Regions from separate parts of the Pan troglodytes genome. Here region 2 is linked to region 1. A link is a contact called in public Hi-C data. All regions are on one chromosome and are shown on one strand. The core of a region is the stretch at or near the end of the contact, and the rest is flanking DNA. Distances in the headings are between cores, read along the strand shown. Region 1 has its middle 46 kb from the start of MIR148A. Region 2 overlaps NFE2L3 (NFE2 like bZIP transcription factor 3).

Evidence for each region. Hi-C and Micro-C count contacts between places; a contact is called where the count stands out from the background.
Region 2: a Hi-C map of induced pluripotent stem cells shows a contact between it and region 1, with 2.0 times the contacts expected there. The contact joins two enhancer-like sites. A contact is called at or near these places in 3 of 7 Hi-C or Micro-C datasets (induced pluripotent stem cells and stem cell-derived neural progenitor cells) and 1 of 1 datasets of contacts at active chromatin or transcription factors (stem cell-derived excitatory neurons).

Annotation. Positions count from the first base shown.
Region 1 is chr6:31,704,571-31,711,652 of NHGRI_mPanTro3-v2.0_pri, reverse strand. No RefSeq gene overlaps it. Among named protein-coding and RNA genes, the nearest start is that of MIR148A, 46 kb to the left of the region's middle. Within about 2 kb of position 1,507, at least 1 of the 24 cell types and tissues checked has an H3K27ac peak or open chromatin away from gene starts, as enhancers often do. A contact at or near this core is called in induced pluripotent stem cells, where this site is marked.
Region 2 is chr6:31,992,690-31,999,949 of NHGRI_mPanTro3-v2.0_pri, reverse strand. NFE2L3 (NFE2 like bZIP transcription factor 3) reads right to left here. Exons shown (of 4, transcript XM_519002.9): 4 at 6,683-7,260. The coding sequence ends at 7,191. It overlaps HNRNPA2B1 (heterogeneous nuclear ribonucleoprotein A2/B1), which reads left to right. Exons shown (of 13, transcript XR_008548942.2): 10 at 342-424; 11 at 1,270-1,498; 12 at 1,792-1,927; 13 at 2,463-2,996. Among named protein-coding and RNA genes, the nearest start is that of HNRNPA2B1, 12 kb to the left of the region's middle. Within about 2 kb of position 5,484, at least 1 of the 24 cell types and tissues checked has an H3K27ac peak or open chromatin away from gene starts, as enhancers often do. A contact at or near this core is called in induced pluripotent stem cells, where this site is marked.

The sequences.
Region 1 (7,082 bases), core at 258-2,757:
AAAATGACTCCAGACATTGCCAAATGTCTTGCGGGGAGCTGGTGGTGGGCAAAATTACCCCCAGTTCTGCTATATAGGGAAATGGCATATCTTCTTTTAAAATGAGTGAATAAGTGTGAGTTTCACTGAGTCAATAAGCACATTTATTTAGCCTTTAATGTGTATAAGACACCATTCTTTTGTGGAAGCAGTTTTATTTAGGCACAGAGAAAGAAAGTTGTAGTCTACTGCATTCTCATGAAGCCATTTGTGGCACATGACAACATTATAATATAGTGTAAGCATTTTAACAACCAAACATAACAGTGGGCTTCAATCTGTACAATAGAGACAATCACTCTGTCCTTTTAGAGCTCTTGGGAGAATGTATGCAAAAAGGTCAAACACTGCTGAAACACAGCTGGCACTCAATAAATTGCAGCTTTTACTATTATTATTATCCAATCAGAGCTCATGCATATAAACCAGGGCCCACCAACCAGCTTGACTTGTCTGCCTCTGGCTACATGACACATGTCACACCCACACATCTTCCTGAAATGTTTTTATCGGAACAACCTCAGAGTCCATGACCAAACAATCAAGCCAACAAATGAGTTAAAGAAAATCACATACAGCAAACCAGTGCTTGGCCAATAGTTAAAGTTCATGTTCCATGGTCTCTCCATGTGTCTGGGGAGCAGTGACCTCTGCATCTGTGTATGGCCCACACATGTTATTCATATCTTGGGTGGCACATAGATTCTACTGCTGGAGGAATGAATGATTGTTCGATTTCTTCAGCCCGGTTCATGATCTGTTTTAACATACCAGAGCTCCATCTGAGCAGGCCAACAGGAAGCCTGCTTTTGATTTAACAGTGCTCTGAACAAGCTCCGTCTATGGCTTTCCAAGAATTAATTACAGAGCTTAGTAAAGGCGCCTGCCACAGAGTCCCATGGATAGCTTTATGAGCAATAACAGCAGCCGCACTGATGCCAGCAGAATTAGAATTTTCTTGGAGAACTGCTTAGAAAGAGAGGACTGGCTTGTGGAAGTGTAGGACACATGGGTCTCCTATCTATACTTATGGGGGAATTTCAAGTCTGGAAGCAAGAAGAGATTGGTTCACTGTCAGACAATATCTGTATTTTTGAGTCTTACACACCTAGGCTTGTGTGATTTGGCTAAAAAAGGAGAAATCATTCTGATACTTAGCAACTGAAGCACTGTGGAGGGAAGGAAGCAACCAAGTGCCCGCTGAGGAAGGGTGCAAAGCTGAAGACCATGGGGATCTAATTGCGTGGCCGTGCAGCGCAGCATCCTTCACACTGCAGTGCCTGTGACTCGGGGGGATGAAGCAAATGCATACAGTAGCTGTCCCCAACTGCAGCAACAGAGCGAGTTCCTGAGAGCACATTTCATGTCTTGCCAGAAAGTTTCAATTGGTTGTGTGAGCAGGTTGCAGAGGTGGCCAGTGGGAGGCAAAAGAGAGAAGGGGACTCCCTGCTGAGCAAAGATGCGGGAGCCTTCCCCAAAACAGACAGCAGCTGCTTCTTGGCAGGGCAGGCTCACTGCCCACTTTGTGTGTGGATGGAGCTGCAATGGCTTTCCATAGCTACTCATTGAAAGAATAAAGTAATGAAAGACACAGCACTGGTAACCTCACAAATCAAACGTTTGTACAATTTTGAGATTATAGTAGCAGGAGGGCCTCTGCCTCCCAATTCCTGATGGTAAAGATGGTAGATTCCAAAAGGATAGCCATTTTTATGTAAATATCTGCCAGTGCAATTGAGCTTACATAAGGAATACCTGGGAGTCTCTTTCACCGAGGAGCCCTGTATCTCCCTCTGTCCTTACGTCCAGGGCTGCTGGAGGCTGGGCCAGCTCTGTGGGCATGAACTACTCTCCCAGGGGCGGGAATAAAGAGCGTGGCCTCTGGGTTTCTGCTGCACCTTCTGGTTTTGTCTGTGTGCATATTTTCATGCACATGAGAAATTCCATTCTTGCTTTTTACCCAAACATTTGTGAATTTTCTGTACAGAGGCCTGCGGCCTCTGGTCAAAAGCTATAACTGTGATAGAGAAAAATTAATTTAAAAATGGAAGTTTCTACCCTGATTTTTTTTCTTTCTGGGGTCCTTTAAAAATAAATGTGGTTGTCCCTCTGTATCCATGGTTCTGCATCTCTGAACTCAACCAAATCCACAATCTGTGGATTGAAAATATTCAGAAAAAAAATCCATAGAATTCCAAAAAGCAAAACGTGTATTTGGCCCACACCGAGTACTACCTTTAATCTATGTGAATGAAGTGAAATCTAGGTCTTGTATTAAGTAATATAAGTAATGTAGAGTTTATTTAAAGTGTACACGAGTGTGTGTGTAGGTGACATGCCAATACTACACCATTTATATCAGGGACTTGAGCATCCATGGATTTTGGTATCGTTGGGCATCCTGGAACTTCTACAGATTCTGAGGGATGACTGTAATTGTCAAACGATCTTTTGTTCTTAGTCATTTCACTTGTTTGGGAAAATGAAATTCTCCAATTGAATGAGCAGTTGGTTTTCACCAGCTTTTGCCAGACATCACAAGCCCCATTGTGGTTTTGTTCAGCCTCATGGCTTTCAGAGGGAGCTACCTCCCAAATTCACACCTGCAGTTCAGGCCCCCCTCCTAGCCTCCAGGCCCACGTCTCTACCTACTCAACCCCTCCACTTCAAGGGCTAATTAGACATCTCAAATTAAACCTGACCACACCCGAACTCCTGAATTCAGCACTGCAAATTAGCTGCACCCACATTCTCCCTGTCTCAGTAAATGGCAACTTCAGCCTTCCAGCTGCTTAGAATAAAACCTTGGCATCCTCCAGACCTTTTCTCTTTTGTCATGTTTCCCCCATCCAATCTGCCAGGAAAACCCATGGTATCCAGAATCCAGCCATTTCCCTACCCGCTTGCTCCCACACTGGTCTGGGCTAGTGTGGTCTCTTACCTGGAGGACTTCAGTCAGATGCTTTAATGTCTCCTAGTTGGTCTCTTGGCCTCTACTCTTGCCCCCTGAAGTATGTTCTCAACACAGCAACCTGAGGGCTCCTTTTAAAATCCAAGCCTTGTTATATCACTTCTCTGCCCACAAGCCTCCAGGCACTCTCCATTTCACACTGAGTAAAGCTGGAGTTCTTACAGTGGACTCCCAGGCCCTACGTGATCTGCACACCCTGCCCCAACTTCCCTGCTTCTCTTTCTGACTCGTTTCCTCCTGTTTTCCCTTTTGCTCACTCAGCTCAGCAACAGTGGCCTCCTTTCTGCTCCCACCTTAGGGCCGGGCACCAGCTGTCCACCCTGCTGAAAGGTTCTTCCATCTGAAAAAGTGCTCACAGATCCTCAGTGAGGCCTGCTCTGCCCATCCTATTTAAATTGACAACCTGTCCCTCTTCCCTTCTGAACTCCAAATCCCACTTACCCTTGGCTATTTCATTTTTCTCTAACCCACATTACCTTTTAACATAATATATAATTTACTATCTCATTATGGTTATTGTTTACTGCCTGCCTCCATCAGTTAAGAACGTAATCTCCATGAGGGTAGAAATTTTTGTCGATTTTGTTCAGGGATGCATCCCATGTGCCCAGAAGCTTCCTTGTACATAGTTGTTGTGCAACAAGAATTTGCAATGAATAAAACACTTTCCTTCAGCATAACTAAAAGGGTTTTGGGTATTACAGAAATGGATAAAATATTTGAATATAGAAAGGATATTATTGAAAAAATCATTTCGAATCACCTTCACTTTTTCTTTTTTTGCCTCTTGATGGGTGGCATATGATAGAAGAGTCAATTTCTTTCTTTTTTTTTTTTTTGAGATGGAGTTTCGCTCTTGTCACCCAGGCTAGAGTGTAATGGTGTGAACTCGGCTCATGGCAACCTCAGCTTCCCGGGTTCAAGTGATTCTCCTGCCTCAGCTTCCAGAGAAGCTGGGATTACAGGTGCCTCTCACCATGCCCGGCTAATTTTTTGTATTTTTAGTAGAGACAGGTTTTCACCATGTTGGCCAGGCTGGTCTGGAACTCCTGACCTCAGGTGATCCACCTGCCTCGGCCTCTCAAAGTGCTGGGATTACAGGCGTGAGCCACCGCGCCTGGCCAAGAGTCAGTGTCATTAAACCATTAGATTCGTTTGTCTGGAAACTCCTCAATGCAGGAAGAGACCAATCAGAAAATTTGGACACTATATGCTGACCCTTGACACAGAGCCCTGCCCAAGGTAGATGCTCTGAAATGTTAGTTAAATGAACAATGAAGAAATTTAAGGGTTGGTCTTACCATTCATACGCACTGCTATCTAGGCCACTAAAACAATTGGAATTATTTACGTATTTTTTAATAAGATATAAATTCACTCATAGAAGTTATTTTTAAAAATTAGGGGCCGGGCGCGGTGGCTCACGCCTGTAATCCCAGCACTTTGGGAGGCCGAGGTGGGCGGATCACGAGGTCAGGAGATCGAGACCATCCTGGCTAACACGGTGAAACCCCGTCTCTACTAAAAATACAAAAAATTAGCCGGGCGTGGTGGCGGGCGCCTGTGGTCCCAGCTACTCGGGAGGCTGAGGCAGGAGAATGGCGTGAACCCGGGAGGCGGAGCTTGCAGTGAGCCGAGATCGCGCCACTGCACTCCAGCCTGGGCGACAGAGCGAGACTCCGTCTCAAAAAAAAAAAAAAAAAAAAAAAAAAAAAAAAAAAAAAATTAGGGGTGGAGGTAGGTGGGAGGTCTGTGGTGGAAAGAGTATATATGGGAGTTGGAAATCTTGGACACTGATTCTGGACCCACCATACTGTGTAGAATCTGTATTTTTTTTTTTTCCTCTAAAAACCATAGAAGTAGCTGGAAAATCTGCAATTGTTTCCAGCTCTAAACATTCTTTCTAAGAAAAAAAGCCACAGTAACCTTCGTTTCCTTCTCTTCCCTTCCCTTCCTTGCCCCATCTTTCCCATTCCCTTCCTCAAGCATGTGGGGCTCAGGCTAGGTGAAAAGGCACATTAGTGTTGAGGTTAATAGCTCAGACTGGGGAGGCAGCTAGCCTGGGTCTGAATTCAGGGTCTGCTTCTTACAGCTGTTTGACTTAGGATAAATTACGGAACTTCACTGCGCATAATTTTCTCATCTGATAAATGGGTTAAAAAATTCCTACCCTACAGGACTATGGTATGAACTACATAAGATCACGTTAATTGCATGTTAAAAGTCTGGCATAAGGTAAGCATTAGGTAAATGGGAGCTATTATGAGAAGATGAGTGGGAAGGGGAGGGGCCACATCTAACATCTGAGAGTTGGAATAATTCAGAGGTGGAACATCTATGTGAATAGAGTTTTCTCTATTGATATTTGCAAGAGGTTTGCAAATGGACCAGTAGGGTGGAACTTCTCAACTCATTGATTTTAGGATACACATAGAAAATAATAAATGGTTATATAACTGCATTTTTGAAACAAAAAGTGTCAAAGACCATTACCTCCAAAGAATTGTCCCTGCCTGTTCCCTTCTTATTCTTTACAGAGAAGAATGGGGCCTCTTCATGGATACGGTTGACTAAATGCTGTCATTCATGGTCTAGAGAACAAAATGCCCACCTTCATTGGAAAGTAAATGCCTGCCTCTTGAGACTGATTTGGGCTCTGTATAATATAAGGCTATGATTTTCTAAATAAGAGTAAGTTAAGAAAAAAAAGGCCAACTGAGTTTTTCCTTCAGAGCAGAATTCATGAACAAAACTGATGGCCTTAAGACTGTATCATTCACGGCAGCCGACCAACTCCCCTCTCTTTATATGGACTATCATTAGCCTACTCTGAGATCTGAGTCATCTGAGTCTTGCATGTGTTTAATTAGGTAATTTTTGTAGATGAAGGAGAAATGATTAAATTATCTGGACTCCAGAAAAAAACCAAAAGATCCTTATTTCAACCATCCATCAGGCCTTGACATCTAGAGTATTACATGCTATAACTCAAATGAAAATATTTCACTTAAAAGTACGGTGCCCCTGTCCATGATATCATTAAAGGAAATCATTAAGCATTTATGCAGCACTTGGTGCCGGAAAAGTGGTTTTATAGTTATTTTTATTGCTCACCAAAACCCTCTGAGGCAGGTCCTTCTCTACATCTTAAAACCAAAACAGAGAAAAGAGATGAAATTACTTAGGATCTCAGAGAAAATAAATGACTGGATCACAATGAGAACTTTGAGTGCCAAAGCCAACTGTTTTAATCCACTGAGCCATTAGGTTAGATGTTTATTCACTGTGTACAGTGTTATCTGATTTGGAACTGACTTTTTAAGACTACTTAGATTATTGACTGTATAGACCTGGTACAAAAGCTGCACAATTGACAATCACTTCCATTCATCGTGAGCATCTCCAAAGAGCACTAAGTTCCTAAAGAAATTTAATTAAAAAGAAAAAGTCAATGTACTTTAAAAGATAGGCTTTATTATGCTATGGCATTCAATAAACATTGAAATCTCTGTTTTGTGCCTTCATACTGCATTTTGCATTCTAAGTAGGAGGGCACTTCTGCATCCGGTGACCCAGGAATCCAGGTTCGTGCCATCTCAATATGTGGTTTCCAGGATCACTGAAGCAGAGGTGAGCGAGTGTGGAGGGACCCATTTCTGTTCCTACATACTCTGGACCAAAGTGATACATAGTCCATCAGCCCTTTTTCTCATGGTCTTTTGGCCAGAGGTAGTCACATGGCCCCCAGCCCAACTGTAACCAAGGCTGGAAATGTTGCCAAGCAGAAGGCCCAGTTGGAAAATACTTTTGCCCCTTCCACAGACTGATTTTAGCTTGATTTTGATTTGGACTTGGTTGTTTTTTTTTTTTTTTTTTTGAGATGGAGACTCACTCTGTCACCCAGACTGGAGTGCAGTGGCATGATCTCGGCTCACTGCAACCTGCATCTCTCAGGTTCCAGCGATTTTCCTGTCTCAGCCTCCCAAGTAGCTGGGACTACAGGCATGTGCCACCATGCCGGGCTAATGTGTATATTTTTTAGTAGAGACAGGGTCTCACCATGTTGGCCAGG
Region 2 (7,260 bases), core at 4,235-6,734, 280 kb before region 1:
ATTCAAACCATTGCTTAGCTTATTTTTGAGGTTTTTAGCTAGGAGTAAACTAGCTTTGTCTTGGGCTTGATGTACTTTTAAGAAAATCCCTTACTCAGTCCAAATGAGGATGAGAGGGTGAAAGGACCCTTTATTTAAAAGAATAGGGTCAGCCACGAAATAAAAATGTCTATGAACCCGAGTAATTTATCTCCTGAGTAATTCTGCTAACTGGCTGCAAAGGATTAGGATCTGCTTGTTTAAAAGACTGGATGGATATAAAATAGAATCAACTGTAGTGTTAGGCTGATCATGGGAAATCAAAGTAAGTTTGTTTTCTCTTGCTGTTCCAACAATTATAGGAAACTATGGTCCAGGAGGCAGTGGAGGAAGTGGGGGTTATGGTGGGAGGAGCCGATACTGAGCTTCTTCCTATTTGCCATGGGTAAGTAGCTTTTGAGTTTTACAATTATTATTATCTTGGGAGACATAGCTGCAGGAGTAAAAGCTTTTTAGGATCATGTTATCTTTCCTTAAAATCTGGTTAGATGGATAATTTCATAACCTATTTTTTTTTTACTCTTTACTTCTGTTGAAACAGGCTTCACTGTATAAATAGGAGAGGATGAGAGCCCAGAGGTAACAGAACAGCTTCAGGTTATCGAAATAACAATGTTAAGGAAACTCTTATCTCAGTCATGCATAAATATGCAGTGATATGGCAGAAGACACCAGAGCAGATGCAGAGAGCCATTTTGTGAATGGATTGGATTATTTAATAACATTACCTTACTGTGGAGGAAGGATTGTAAAAAAAAAAATGCCTTTGAGACAGTTTCTTAGCTTTTTAATTGTTGTTTCTTTCTAGTGGTCTTTGTAAGAGTGTAGAAGCATTCCTTCTTTGATAATGTTAAATTTGTAAGTTTCAGGTGACATGTGAAACCTTTTTTAAGATTTTTCTCAAAGTTTTGAAAAGCTATTAGCCAGGATCATGGTGTAATAAGACATAACGTTTTTCCTTTAAAAAATTTAAGTGCGTGTGTAGAGTTAAGAAGCTGTTGTACATTTATGATTTAATAAAATAATTCTAAAGGAAATTGTGTAATTATAGACTTTTTATTTTAAATAAGTTAAGGAGTGGGTAGTATAATTAAGGTCCGTTGCAAAGCTGTTGTTATATTTGTATAAGATAAATGCTGGTCAGATGTAAGTGTGTTGTCTGCAATTCATCAGGATTAAATTATGTAGATAACTTAAGGGATATCTCTGCAAGGAGAAACACCTTTTTAGATCTTTTAGATGCTGCTTCTTCAATGCAAGGAAAGGAAATAACCCCAGCGAGGTACTCTTCAGGGACACAGGTCTAGTACAAGAGAACTCTTGACGGCTACTAAGTTCAGCCAGTCTTAAAAAACTGTGCTGTTTCTACAAAACTTTAACTACAGTAGTTTATAAGGATGCCAACGAAAGCTGAGGGTGTAGAGCAAAATAGTTCTAAGCTTCAGTTAAACTTCTTTAGGTAAGATCTTATTTACTTTTCCTTTCTTAATTTTCCTCCCTAAAAGATAAACTAATACTCTTAAATGGTCTTTCAGTATAGTGGTTCTTACGTAGTTTAACATAGCTATAAATTGAGTTTAACAATTTATAAACTCAAGAGAATAATTTTTATAAACCCTGTTTTCCAATCTGTCATTTACTTAAATTATTTTGGTTGTTTTTCCCTTTTTTTCCTTCTTTTCCCACCCCCTCCCCCTCCGTGTGAAGATTTGGGTGCTTAACATATCATTTTTTTCCCTGCCGGAATTTTAGCATTGATATGAACCATGGACAAGTATATTCTGCTGCCACAAAGACTGTAAAGTGCTTCATTTCAACAGCTGAGGCAAGCCAAGTGATCATTAATAAAGCTTTTCTTGGTTCCTTCAGTGGTGTTGGTAGTAAAATGGTAGGTAAAAGTTAGGCTGCAAGTTCAATAAATCATGAGATTTCCCATCGTTACACCCTTGTGTATTCACATTTCTTGGATCAAACATTTTGAGTGAACTAGGGGTTTTTATTAAAGACATTTGTTGTTGTATTTATGGTTGTAACTGTACATGCTTATCAGGATGAGACTGAAAGAAGGTAGGGCAAAAATGGTTGAATCTATTTTCAGATAGTAGTTCATACTTGAGTGAAGTGTCTTGTCTACATTATGAAGCCTGGTATGTATCCAGTACTAAATAGGTGGGTTAAATGTGGTAATTCTAGTTCAGTGTCTTACCCTGAAGAGAAAGTTGTAGGTTGGCTGTTGAAATTCATTCCTTAGATATGATGAGTTTGATTGCCCGGCTTTATTGCCTTTACAGGAATGTGATACTCAGGGCTTACTCTATACACCAATGAGTCTTCTTTGATCCTAAGACCACCACTGAAGTTGTTTAGGTTCTTTTGGACAAACATGATAAACTTCTTCAGATACTTTTTTTTTCCTTTGGCAGGAAGGTGTCTTGCTGCAGGTAACTAATGAAGAAGTGGTCAACCACAGAGTCTTCAAGAAATAAGAAATTCTGTACCATCTGAAAGTAGTTCTTGTTGGTGCCTTCATTTAAAAAGCACTCTTTAAAATAAAAGGGAAATGTTTTCTGATAAAACAAACATTTAGTTGAGGTTCTTGATATAAAACAATTACAAAATGAGTGTTGTTTGTAAAACAGTAACATCAAATTGGCTAGAGAGATAAATGTATCATGTTTTAAATTAGGTTTTGTGAGTAGACAGATTACAATTCTATTTTAAATATAAAGTTTATAAAATAAATACTTTTTGTATCCAAATACTTGGTGTAATGTTTACACATAAAATGTGTGAATCTTGTTCTATAAACATTTGGTTGTCTAAAAGATCACCATCCCCTAAATTTTTAAAAGCAGTTTCACAAAGCTATGCATATTTTAATATTAACAGATAAATGAGAAGAGCATTGTGGACGTTATTGGCTGTCCCCAATAAAATGCTGTTCATTATGCACTGTATATTCAGCGTTTGAGTACTCCTAAAGTTTCTGGCTTTACCTTTTATGTTTAGCAATACTGGTGGCATTTTGAAAATCATGGATTTTAAAGGTTAACCGGCTGGAGTGGTCCAGATTAAGTGGCTTTGCAGAAGCACTGAGGTTTACAATATGTACTAGATTGTCAAATGTCAATTAGTTTTATTGTGGTTTACACTGAGTAAATGAATATCAGTGTTGTTTTTTAAATGTGTTTATTTGGACATTTATCTGAATTAAGAAAACCAAAAAAAAGGACCAGGTTAATTTGTTTCTATGATAATTTGTTTTGGTTTTGATAATGTGAGGTATCTAACAGGTAAGTCAAATTTAACAGCAGGTAACACATAGCAGCTTTCTGTTTGAAATAGCTGAGTTCGTCAATTATAGACGTACAAATATCCCAACTTTAAGAAAATTTTGAAGGTTTAAAAATGTGTGGATGTACAAAGACGTTGAACTTTGAAATACATCAGGTTGATATGCATAACCTCAAAATACCAACTCCTATCCAGCAAGGTCAAGGGAATATCACAAATAGGGGAGAATTAGGTAATTGCACAATAGACTGAAATGAACTGATTGAAGGAGGGTTTACTGAAGCATGGGGTAATGTTGGATATTCAACATAGGCTTATTTCCTGTGTGTATATGTTGTGTTGAGCTGTTTCTCTTGTAGAAATTGAAGTTTAAGGTAGTTCTTGTGTATCTTTGAGACAGTGCCCTAAATGAAGAAAGGCTGCTTTTTGGCCAAGGCTTTATATTGTTGCCGTGTAACAACTTGCCTCAATACTTAGAGCAGTTCAGAGAAACAAACCAGCATCTATGGGTCAGCAATTGGGAGCAACTTAACTGATTCTGGGTAAAGCTCAAGGTTCCAATCACAGAAAACTAGGATTGGAGAATTTTTTTTAAATATCCAGAGTGGCATACTAACAGCTGTAAAGTTAATCCTGGTTGTCATCTTCCCTCGAGTGATTTGAGCAAGAAAAGCTGTAAAATGAACACACTCTACGAAGTAGTCGTGCTATCTTGCATCCTTTATGGTCACAGAATGTGGTGGGAGGGTTCTTTTCCCTGGTACAATTACCAAGCAGGCAGGGAGCATTGGGAACTGTCTTAGATGCCAGCTGTCACACTCAAGGGGGTGCCCTTACTCAGTTTATTCACTAGTGTGAAATCAGATTTCTGTATGTGTAAGCTTTTCCATGTAGCCCAATTTGGTAGATGCCAAATTGCTTGACCTAATAAATACTAGTTAGGTATTGGGAGCTAACAATGTAAGGCAACAAGTCTCAGTTTGTCACTGATGGTTGAAAAGTGCAAAAGTAGAAAACATCTATCAGGACACCTGGACTGCATGTTACTTAAATTCGCTCTCTTTAAGGTTTGGAACTAATATACTGAGACGTTGACAGGCCCTACATAATTTTTGACATTTCCACTATTTAGTAATGTACTAACACTGGCTTGTTTTGGGGTAGTGGAGGGGAATTGGTAACAAATCAGTTGAGTTGCATGGACTTAACAGAGAACAAATCGTTCAAAGACTGAGATGGGGAATGATTTAGCTACTTGAGTGCGTTTAAAAGACGTTAATATTACCATACAAAACTCTGTATACTGGTTCTGAAGCTCTGCTGAACCGAAGCCTGCCTTGAGACCAGGGGACCACTAGAAATCTAGGTCTTTTTTTGCTTGGAGTTTCCATGCAATTGGCCTAAAATCTGATCACACTTGTGAAGATGCTCAAGTGAGAGTTTTAATTGGAAAAGGAGATGTCCAACCCACTTGGGTTGTCTTTGTTCTTGTCTTCCTCATTCTGATTAAGACGTTAGATGATGCAATCAAGACTGCTCAACTAGGTAGGTAATGTGGAGGGTCCTAGGCAATGGTCAGCTTTCGGGCATTGGCTTTGTAATCTAGTTGGTTTGCACTGGAAACCGAATGTGGAATTCCCTTCTGCCTCTAAAACTGGACTGTCAGAAAAGCAGTTCCAGTTTATATACCTTGAATCCAGCATGTTAAGATGGAGGCAGGGTTATGTCAGGAAGCCAGCCCATAGCCAATTAGAGCTTGTGACGCTGGCTGCTTAATGCGCGGATTAAAAGTCCCTTGATGGGAGAGGGGCCCATCAGTTTCAGGAACCTCCACAATACCAAAATGTGGATGTTCTAGCCCCGTTGTATGAAACGTGTATTTGCACATGACCTAAGCACATCTCATACACTTGAGTTGTCTAGGTTACCCAATATTTAATCCAAGGTAGAAGCTAGGTAAATGGTATGCTCCATTATGTATGGGGAATAAAGTTCAGTACAGACACTACCATCTTTAACTCAGTTTGCAGTTAACTAGATCCGTGTGTGCTATATTTAACGGTTTTTAGAGTTTAAACTTCAGGCCAGGCATGGCGGTGCATAATCTGAGCAGCTCGGGAGGCTGAGGCAGTCCAGGAGTTTGAGGCTGGATCTTTTATTGGGGCCACTGCACTTCAGCCTGGGTAACGAGTCACCATGATTACCGATTCTGCTCTCCACTGTCTTTCCCTTTATTTTTAGAGGTTTGAAAAGAATGCTATCTGATAAGCAGGCACTCTTTTGAGTGTACTTACTAGGATTTCCTACTGAAATGTTTTATGTGTGTTCTTAAATTATAATTACCAAAGCTTAAGACATTTGAAATACTCCCTTGTAAAAAGCAACAGACTAAAATGATCATTTGAACACCATGAGTCACTGAAGGGGCAATAATTTTACCTAGAAGCATACTAGAAGCATTTCTGGCAAAATAACAGGTCTTGGGAAACTTTATTATAAAAATCCAACGGTATATATAAACTGCATTTCTCTAGCCCAAGATATTTATGTGATACTCTACACTGTAGCTCCTATGGCAGAAATAATATCAGAGAGAAACTTCATTTTGAAAATTTGGACATGTTAAGCATTATAGTACCCGTCAAAATCTTGATGTTCCCCAAACTTGAGTCATCTAGGTGAGGTCATTGCTGTCTTTAGAAAATTCAGCAATCTCCTGTTTACTGTTCTAGTGAGCTTAAGTGAGGTTTTCATTTCAAATGCTATTATTTCTAGAATTTACCTTACCCTGGTTTATTTTCAAATTCACCTGTTTTTTTCCCCCTAATCGCTTTTGCTCATTTTAAACAGATAGTTTCACTGTTGCTGACTCTTTCCCTACTGGTTTCACTGTTGCTGACTCTTTCCCTACTGTTTATATGGCTTACAATGTTCTGGTGAGATCTCAGTATTCTAAGATGGTGAGGCCATCCCTTCAGGCTGGCTTTACTGCCAGAGATTTTATGGATTTAATATACACACAAGGAGTTACGGTTTTGCAAGTAGCCCAAGTAGCCCATTCTGTCTCTGGTTACATGAAGAAGGCCTGTGGCTTAAACTACCATTGACTGTAGGTCTTCAATGCATTCTACATCACATAGTATTCTGTGTGTTAAGTAAAGTATTGGGGTAGGGGGGTGGATTTGCCTTACTATGAATTTGGCATACTATGTTGACCTCAATTTGGCTTGAGTCTGAGCAGTTTGCTATGCTGCCTTATTTGTTATTCACCTATATTCCTGAATGTGGATATTTTGGAAGGAAAGTAAGGTAAATTTGGTTCAGATTCTGTATAAAAGGGAAAAGTTAATTTTTAATACAAATACAAAATTTATTTCCATAGAAAGCAAAACTTATAAGTTAAATATAAAGATTAAAATAGTGTTTGAAAAGCTCACTATAGTGCTAAGAAACTAAATGAAAATAAGGCTATTTTGCATTTAAAACTGAAATACCTCTTAAAATTGATCCCCAGTGTTTGCTCTTTTTGAAGTAACCAACTTACTCTTAAAAAGGATGGCTGCCAAGATGGAAAGTCTTACTGGGTTTTCATGTTTAACCTATTCTTTGGACATAACTATGAATTTTGTATACAATGCACTTCATGAAAAGTTGTGGCTCCCCCAGATTGCCCACAAGTGTGATCTTGAAGTCCTAAACATTTGTCCATGTAAGCTTCAAAATAGAGCGTTAACTGAGTTATTCAAGTAGCAGTACTTAAAGATACAATTCTTGAAGCAGTTTCAATGCTTCTGATCCAAATAATCAGTTTCTGAACATTACTACTTCACATAATAGAGTCCATCTTCAGTTTCTTCTCACTTTCTCTTTCGGGCTTCCTTTTTGTGGCCTGAAGCCACCAGTTCTTTGGGTACTATCAAGATACTT